Regions from separate parts of the Mus musculus genome. Here all the other regions are linked to region 3. The links are chromatin contacts, called in public HiCAR-type and Micro-C maps. All regions are on one chromosome and are shown on one strand. The core of a region is the stretch at or near the end of the contact, and the rest is flanking DNA. Distances in the headings are between cores, read along the strand shown. Region 1 holds the start of Cxcl3 (chemokine (C-X-C motif) ligand 3). Region 2 holds the start of Npffr2 (neuropeptide FF receptor 2). Region 3 holds the start of Cox18 (cytochrome c oxidase assembly protein 18).

Region 1 (2,700 bases), core at 43-2,542, 560 kb after region 3:
AACACCAGTGCTTGAATGGGTGGCCCAGCAATTCTACCTCAAGTTCAAGGTCATCCTAGACTGTACAGTAAGTTTCAAGCCAGGTTGGATAGAGAGATCCTGCCTCAATCAATCAATCGATCAATCAATCAGTCAGTCAATCAGCCAGCCAACCAACCAATCCTTTAATCATTTTTTTTGAAAAGTCAGCCACACTTACCGTAGCTTGAGAATGGCACGTTTCCACCTCCATAAGTAGCTGGTGCCGTTTGGGTGTGTTTCCTGTGAGGAACTGGAGCCCTGGGGATGGGTAGGGAAGGAAAGGGGAGGCGAAAAGTACTGGGGTACACATACTAGCCTTAACAGTGCACACCTTCTTAGCCTTAGTGTCTAGCGCACTCTCCAGCACACCACCTCACCCTTGACCAAGGTTCTTGTTTGGTGGTGTTCTCTGAGCAGCAGTCACAATCAGGAGTTTCAGATGCTGAGGTTATGGCCTTGACATGAACGCTCTGCTCTAGGGTATGCCTCTCCATCTTAAAGGCAGTTACTAATAGCTTTTGTCAACGAATAAGAAAGAAATCGGAGTGAAAGAAAACCCAGAGAACACACGTTAGATTTTATTTTTCTTTCATGGAAGGAATTATGGCATAGAGGCAGGATCTCTCTCTCTCTCTCTCTCTCTCTCTCTGTGTGTGTGTGTGTGTGTGTGTGTGTTTGTGTGAAAATGTCAAAATACAACAAATCAAACAAATTATTAGGTGTCTAAGTTTCTAGCTTTGAAAGCTCACCGAAAACAACAATAAAGACAGAGGCAGAAAGGATGTATTCACAAGAGGACTGGGTACAAACCTCAGGTCTCCCAGCTCTTTCTGAGCTGCAAAGCCTTCACCCACAACTGTCACTTCATTATTTTTCTCTATTGGCCTCTCGCCACCCAGTGGCGGATTTCTACCTTCAACCTCTTCCCTCTTGCTCCGGTGTTTTGGAGTCTCTGCACCAAAGGTCACCCCACAGGATGTTTCTCCAGCGCAGGCACACTTGCTGTCCTTGGTGGTGGGGTGGGGTGGAATGGGGAGTAGGAAAGGGGGCATTTGAGACAGGACTCATCTCAGGGTCCCACAGTGGGCAAGAAGCGAAGGAAGGGAACCAGTAGCACACGTGTGTCCTCTACACACTCATCAAGAGCCCGGGGGTGGGGCCCTATCTTCCTTCTGAGACAGGGACCTGGAGCTGCGGGGGGAATTTCCCCAGCCCGGGCTCGGGCTCTTCCAGTCATCATGTATAAAAGGGGTTCGCAGGGCCCTGGAGCCCCAGATCTCACCACAGCCCTTCGCACCAGCTCCCGCGCTCCAGACTCCAGCCACACTCCAGCCTAGCGCCATGGCCCCTCCCACCTGCCGGCTCCTCAGTGCTGCACTGGTCCTGCTGCTGCTGCTGGCCACCAACCACCAGGCTACAGGTGGGATTCGGATTCGAGGCTGATGTTTCTGGGGAAGCCTCAGGTGGGCGCAGCCATCCCCAGCCCCTCTGACCCGGTGTCTTCTCCTACAGGGGCTGTTGTGGCCAGTGAGCTGCGCTGTCAGTGCCTGAACACCCTACCAAGGGTTGATTTTGAGACCATCCAGAGCTTGACGGTGACGCCCCCAGGACCCCACTGCACCCAGACAGAAGTCATGTGAGTGTCTCCCTGGATAGCCTCTACCATGGCCAGAATAGCCCAGATGCTCCTGCGGCCCCAAGCTCACCCCAGCAGAACCTCGAGCCTTAATAACGATCCCTACTTCTCTGTGCAGAGCCACTCTCAAGGATGGTCAAGAAGTTTGCCTCAACCCCCAAGGCCCCAGGCTTCAGATAATCATCAAGAAGATACTGAAGAGGTGAGTGGTGCTTTGTTTGCACGTGATAACCCTCATCAGAGTACTGGCTTCTATCTCTCGAGAATCTTATCAGGGAAAGTCACAGAACTACAATAGTGATTATTATCTTTACAATTATAATAATTGTTTTTGATAATTAATTAGCCTACTGTGGTGCCTGAAGGATTTTTCCAGGATCTTTTATCCCTACCTGGAGCCTCTTTCTATCGCATAAGAGGGAGATAGCACTGCTTTTTAGAACATTCTCATCTGCCTTGGCCTCCCAATCCTAGTTAGTTCTAAAAAGCAGGTCCGTGGTGTTTGGAAACAGGTTCTAATTTTTAATATTTAGTGAGGAAAAGCAGAGATTTTGCAGTGGCTCAGTATATATATATATATATATATATATGTGTGTGTGTGTGTGTGTGTGTGTGTGTGTGTGTGTGTGTGTGTGTAATATCAAAACTTTGATTATATATAATCAAAACTTATTATCTATTTCTTTCTGGAAATTTTATCTTGAAACTTAATAAAAAAAAATAGTAGCGCTTCATAAGTTAAGTGAGACCTGGTGTGACAGACAATCTGCTTCAACAGCTTTCGTTTTTTGAGACCCCAGGTCCCCTGTTCATCTCTGTCCTGTAGGAGAGCATCCGCAAGCCTGAGGTGTTTGCTCTGTGGCACAGGCATCACAGGCCAGGGTCCTTAGGGCAGGCTGTCCTCAGAAAACCCAGGAGAATGAAGGATGCTGTGCACCTAATAAAAACATCTTACTTCTCACGACAGCGGCAAGTCCAGCTGAGCCGGGAAAGGAGGAAGCCCCTCACCATGATGAAGGACCTGCATTCTAAATCAGAGAAAA
Region 2 (2,715 bases), core at 32-2,531, 700 kb before region 3:
AAAGAGGGAGGGAGGAAGGGAGGACTGGAGAGAGAGAGAGAGAGAGAGAGAGAGAGAGAGAGAGAGAGAGAGAGAGAGAGAAGACTATTACTCCCCAACCAAGTATTCCTTTACTGGCAGCCTCTAGTGTGATTGAAACGCCACCCCCATGATCTTGCACAAAAGCCGTGGTGCTTTGTGGATGGAGAATTCCCTATGGCTTCTCATAGCTGTTAGTGTCTTACCCGGACCAGACTCGCATCCTTGATCCCCTTGATCCCCTTGATCGTACCCTTGCCACTCCTTGAAAGAGTCTTTAACTTTTTCATTCACCCTGTGAATCTCTGAATTAATACATCCTATTTTAAGCGTGACTTCTCTTAGTCATTTGCAACTTCGAAGAAATTGTGTTAGCGTCACCGCAGGGCTCTCCTTGTCCCTATTGGTGGCTATGAGAATCCACACTTCCAGAACCTCAGTGAGGTCTTTCAAGCTACGAGGACAAAGAGAGCAGTGGAGGTGAGGATTCATTTGTAATCTAAAATGGAATTCTCGCTGTTATGAGAACTTAACAAAAATCAACGAATGATTAATATGTACCACGACCATTCTGGCATACTTAAGGGTGGCTATCCGTTTAGTTCTTAAAGAACCTACTAAGATTATCACCAGTTGTCTTTTTGCAGCAAAAAGAAACAGACACCTAGAGGATTAAACAAGGCAAGCCTTCCCAGGAGGCAGTAATCAGAGCAGCTTCCCTTCTTTTGCAGCGCAGAGATTCTGAATTCACAAGCTACCCAGCCGCCCCTAAGCAGGCTGAGAGTAGCTGCGCTGTGACTAACCAGCAGCTGACCGACCAGTGCAGTTCTGAGAGTGCAGCAAGAGCGGAGAGTGCAGAGCCCGCCGGCGTCAGCCCCGCTGCAGAGGGAAGTGGCTAGCCAGTCGCACCTAGGTCACCTGGTAGAGCAGAGCCCGCGAACCAGACAGAACCTGTTGCTCAGGCTCCGCTTGGCTTCTGCTTTCAACAGGGTTGGGAATCTGTCCTTGCCCAGGAACAGGTGAGGGCACGGGGGAGACTGCCTGGGCTCTTGGCATGGGTGGGATTTCCCTTCTCAGGGTCACCACTAGTCTCCGTGACATGAATTCTCCGTTTTACTCTTGGCCTTTCCCTAGAGCCTTTTAGGCTCCTTGAGCTCTCTGGATACTATCCCAGGAGCTTTGGTCTGGTCCCAGGCCAAAGTTTATCCTGGGGGTTTCCCTGCGCTGCTCCGCCCCTCCCCCTGGGCGTCTGAGTTCTTCAGAGAGATGGGACCTGGCTAGGATGGCGAATGGCGGTTCTTTCTCATCCTCGAAGTTCCCCAACCTCTCTCCAGGTGAACACTGGCAAACTTGTTGAATCTCCTTAGGAAGGTAAGTGGATCTCCTTGGAGATGCTAACAAAAATGTCCTTCGCAGTTCCTTTGCTTCACCAAGATGATGCTTAGCAGTGGTCTTTCTGGACCAGGCTTGGTTTGTGTGGCTGGGTTCGCCAGGAAAACTATAATGTGCGCAGGACAACACACGGGGCTAAGTGAAGACATTGATGGGATTTCTTTTGTGTCAAATCAGCAAGCAGTGCAGTGCAGTCCTGGGACCTTGAGGGGTCTGGTAATGAAGTAGAGGAAAACACTCTCCTGTAATTAGAACCAAGGCACAAAAATACATTTACTTCTCATTTCTCTCCAGCCAGGATGGCGATATTTCAAACATTCATTTTAAACAATATTAAATATAACGTGAACAATGAAAGGGTTTCTTTTAAATCAAGATATTCAAATTTCTTTGAGCGGAGTATCTGAATTTTCTTTATAGCACATATCTAAGCCATTTGCAATTGATAAGGAGAAAGGATGAACAAATCAATGTGTGAAGAGCTGTGAAGGATATATTTTTGTTTCTTGCTTGAACCAATTGAAAATAAGTTGGGAAAAAGTAATAACATCATAAGTTACAGCTGAATCTGCAACATTTCCATAGAATGCTCAAAGATAAGATTTATCAATAGCACAATTGAGTGGCCACAGCGTGCAAACTTTAAGTTTTCCTCTTAAGAACTGTTGCAAGCCAGGCGTGATGGTGCACGCCTTTAATCCCAGCAGTCAGGAGGCAGAGGCAGGTAGATTTCTGAGTTCGAGGCCAGCCTGGTCTACAAAGTGAGTTCCAGGACAGCCAGGGCTATACAGAGAAACCCTGTCTCGAAAAAAAAAACCAAAAAAAAAAAAAAAAAAAAAAAAGAAAAGAAAAGAAAAGAAAAGAACTGTTGCAGATGCCTGATTTAATAAAATATCGCCATCACTGCACACTTCGTTATCTTGAAAGGCACGTGTTACTATTAAAACTTGGGTGTTATTAACCTGAAATGTGTAGAGTATACAGATTCAAATTCACCAGACACAAATTCACCCTAAGCCAGCAAGCAGTTTGTGCCTGGAGAACTTACTGCAGTGTGCTGCAGTTGTTATTGAACTTGGATTCTGGAGTGGGGTTGGGGAGGCAAGCTTGCAAATGCCTCTGCGTCGCAATAAGGATTTCCAGCTGCATTTCAGACACCGACTAAGAACTTAGTTTCTATAAGCCTCAGAAACCAGCAATTGTTTATTTTGTAGCATGCTTCTTTAATTGAGAGGTGGAATGGATTTTGGGTGAACACTGTCATGCATGTTTGAAAACATTGAATAGTATTAGCAGTCTTAGCAG
Region 3 (2,700 bases), core at 116-2,615:
TATATAACCTACAAACCACATAATCCCTTTCCTCCCCCACTCAGCATTTGGTCAGGACAACCAAACTCACAGTTCTAGTCTCTGTTCCCTAGACCATATACAAATGTTGTTTACTGATCACACTTGTAATCGAAAACATTTAAGAAAACTCTATTAGATATTAGTTTGCTTAAAGTATCTTTGACCCCAGATTTAAATTCCTTGCCTGTACATCTATCTGCGTGATCTTGGCAACCATACTGAGTTAAACCAACTGCAACTTCTTGGTTATGGGTACCTGATGTTTTCTGTTTCTGGCTGTGCATAACCTGAAATCCTGATTCCCAGTATGTAGCATATCTAACAGCACCTCCTCCATAGGATTTCGAGTAAATGAAAACTGCATCCTGGTTCTTACTGTTCCATCCCTACATTTCCCAGGAGAGAGAAAACAGCATTCCAGTGTTAACACCTCACTGTGAATGCTTCCTGGCTCAATGCTGCTGCTCCCTTCCTGGCAATCCTCTGTGACTCAAATTAAAATCTTGACTTACCCCACCCCCACCCCCAGGCACAGCCATGGGGGAGGTAACGTTATACCAATTCCACTGAACAGAGTTCCTAAAAAGCCAACTCGAAGTTTCAATCCATCAGATACAGGGTAGTAGGTGGTAGGCCCAGAGGAAGAATTCATGTCTGGAAACTGCTAACTTAGTGATACCTTTCTAGTAATAAAGAGCAGTATCAATAGTGACAAATGATGCTGCAGACTCTTAAAATGTTTATGACCCTAATGTTTCAGGTTCCTCCGTGCCATTTCTTCTGAATATTGGTCTCAACCGAACATTTGGGAGGCACTTGTATTTCGAATAAATACTTGGTAGGTCGGGTGAACTGGAAGGTACTCGAGTCACCAACCATCATTTAACATGCAATGCTAACTAAATTATTTTAGCCTCCATGTTAACACTAGCAGGCAGGCAGCACGGGGACCGACGCCCCTCACCTTAGCCAGGATGTAGTGCTGATAGGCGGCCAGGGGCAGAGTGACAGCACCGCGCAGGGCAACGGTGCTGAGTATGATGTTGCTCCACCAGGGGAGGCCGGTAGCCTCCTGCGCGCCCAGCAGCACTTCCTCCGCGGTGCGCACCGGCGCCGACGCTGCCAGGGCCTCATACCAGCCACCTGGAGAGGCCGCAGACACCGAAGCGGCTGCCCATACCGGAAGGGCTGGGAGCCGCGCGCTGCTCCAGGCGGGCGGTGATCCCGGTGCCGGGAGCCGCAGGGTGGGCAGCGACCTGAGCCACCCGGCACACGACCGGCACAGCATGGTTACACGGAGCGGGCGGCCAACTAGAGCACTAGCACCAGGAGGTTGCGCGCATGCGCGAACCCGAGGCCACGCCTGACCTTCCCAGCCGAAAGCCCTGTCCAGTGTCGCGCTAGAGATGACGTAAGACTCCGCCTTTCCCACGCGGCAATGAGCCGCTTGAGGCTCTCTTAACTCCTTTCCTTGCTGGGGTGGAGTTCAGAGCGGGAACCGGAACTGCAGGGGTAGGCGGGGCGAGCAAACTGCCTTGCTGTTGAGTTTCAGTTTCCACTCAAGGAAATTGTGGCTTGAGTACTTTTTGTGACTCGGCTGTTTCCGCCCAAGGCGCGCAGCATCTATCTCCGTTTTCTCTACGCACTGCTGAAACACCTACTTTGGGAATAGTGTTTCTGGCTCGGTCAGTGTTAAGTCTGCGTCCTTTATCCCCCTAGGCAGCTCTACTTTATAATAAGACCTAAATGTCTTTATCTGTTCCGGTTAGCATTCTGTATTCCTTTATAAACAGAATGCAGAAATGCCGAGTGGTGGCGCACGCCTTTAATCCCAGCACTTGGGAGGCAGAGGCAGGCGAATTTCTGAGTTCGAGGCCAGCCTGGTCTACTGAGTGAGTTCCAGGACAGCCAGGGCTATAAAGAGAAACCCTGTCTCGAAAAACCAAAAAAAAAAAAAGAAAAGAAAAAAACGAAATAAATAAATAAGAAGAAGAATCACCATCATAATAAGGAGCAGGGAAAAATACTATTTTTCATTTTACAAAATGAATTCCATCAACAGCACAATTTTGCTTCAACGGTTAAATGGAATGCACAGGGCTTTTAACAACTGTGTGTTTTTCACATTCGTGTTCCTGTCAACAGAAAATAAATGGAACAACGAAGTGCCCACTCCTAGGGTAGGCCAAAGTGAATTGAGTTTTTAGAAACCTCTCCCATGTTTGGTAAAGCCAAACTGTGGACACTGTCCTCTACTTTATTGAACACCTACCAAAGCTGTCAGATAGCGTATTTTCTGAAACTTGGGTAACCTGCCTTTAGTTCCCATAGCATAATCCCTTTTAAAAACAGCTCACTTATCTCTTGCTAGTTTAAGAAACCACCGTATTTCCATAAAACTGTTAATATCCAGTAGGCCCTTCCAAGATGGCCTTAAGCCAGAGAAGTTACTTAAAAACAACTCCCCCAAGTCCCAACTTACCATACATGAGAACCTAGAATTAATTCTCAACACTGGGAAAGTAGGTAAATTTATTATGTGTAATAAATAAGCCTGTTATTTGTAGATCTATTGTTCACAAACCCTAAACCAAAAATTTCAAGCAGTTATTAAAATCTTTAACAATTTTTTTCTACAGCTACAGGTAACTGACAACCTCTTCTGATAAAACTGCACAC

What was found. A called contact is a pair of places that touch in the nucleus more often than the background predicts. HiCAR-type assays count read pairs that join an accessible place to other places.
Region 1: a Micro-C map of embryonic stem cells shows a contact between it and region 3, with 4 times the contacts expected there. The contact joins the promoter of Cxcl3 here to the promoter of Cox18 in region 3. A contact is called at or near these places in 9 of 39 promoter capture datasets (the 3T3-L1 cell line, 3T3-L1-derived adipocytes, the C10 cell line and 3 more), 8 of 484 Hi-C or Micro-C datasets (the Ba/F3 cell line, the G1E-ER4 cell line, embryonic stem cells and 1 more) and 2 of 115 datasets of contacts at active chromatin or transcription factors (embryonic stem cells and pancreatic cancer cells).
Region 2: a HiCAR-type map of astrocytes shows a contact between it and region 3, with 4 times the contacts expected there. The contact joins the promoter of Npffr2 here to the promoter of Cox18 in region 3. A contact is called at or near these places in 6 of 39 promoter capture datasets (cranial neural crest, embryonic stem cells, frontonasal cranial neural crest and 3 more) and 2 of 115 datasets of contacts at active chromatin or transcription factors (astrocytes and bone marrow-derived macrophages).

The regions. Positions count from the first base shown.
Region 1 is chr5:90,784,809-90,787,508 of GRCm38.p6, forward strand. It overlaps Cxcl3 (chemokine (C-X-C motif) ligand 3), which reads left to right and starts at 1,293. Exons shown (of 4, transcript NM_203320.3): 1 at 1,293-1,441; 2 at 1,534-1,657; 3 at 1,776-1,859; 4 at 2,625-2,700. The coding sequence starts at 1,363. The coding sequence ends at 2,640.
Region 2 is chr5:89,526,148-89,528,862 of GRCm38.p6, forward strand. It overlaps Npffr2 (neuropeptide FF receptor 2), which reads left to right and starts at 1,282. Exons shown (of 4, transcript NM_133192.3): 1 at 1,282-1,389.
Region 3 is chr5:90,222,631-90,225,330 of GRCm38.p6, forward strand. It overlaps Cox18 (cytochrome c oxidase assembly protein 18), which reads right to left and starts at 1,366. Exons shown (of 6, transcript NM_001033310.3): 1 at 986-1,366. The coding sequence starts at 1,309.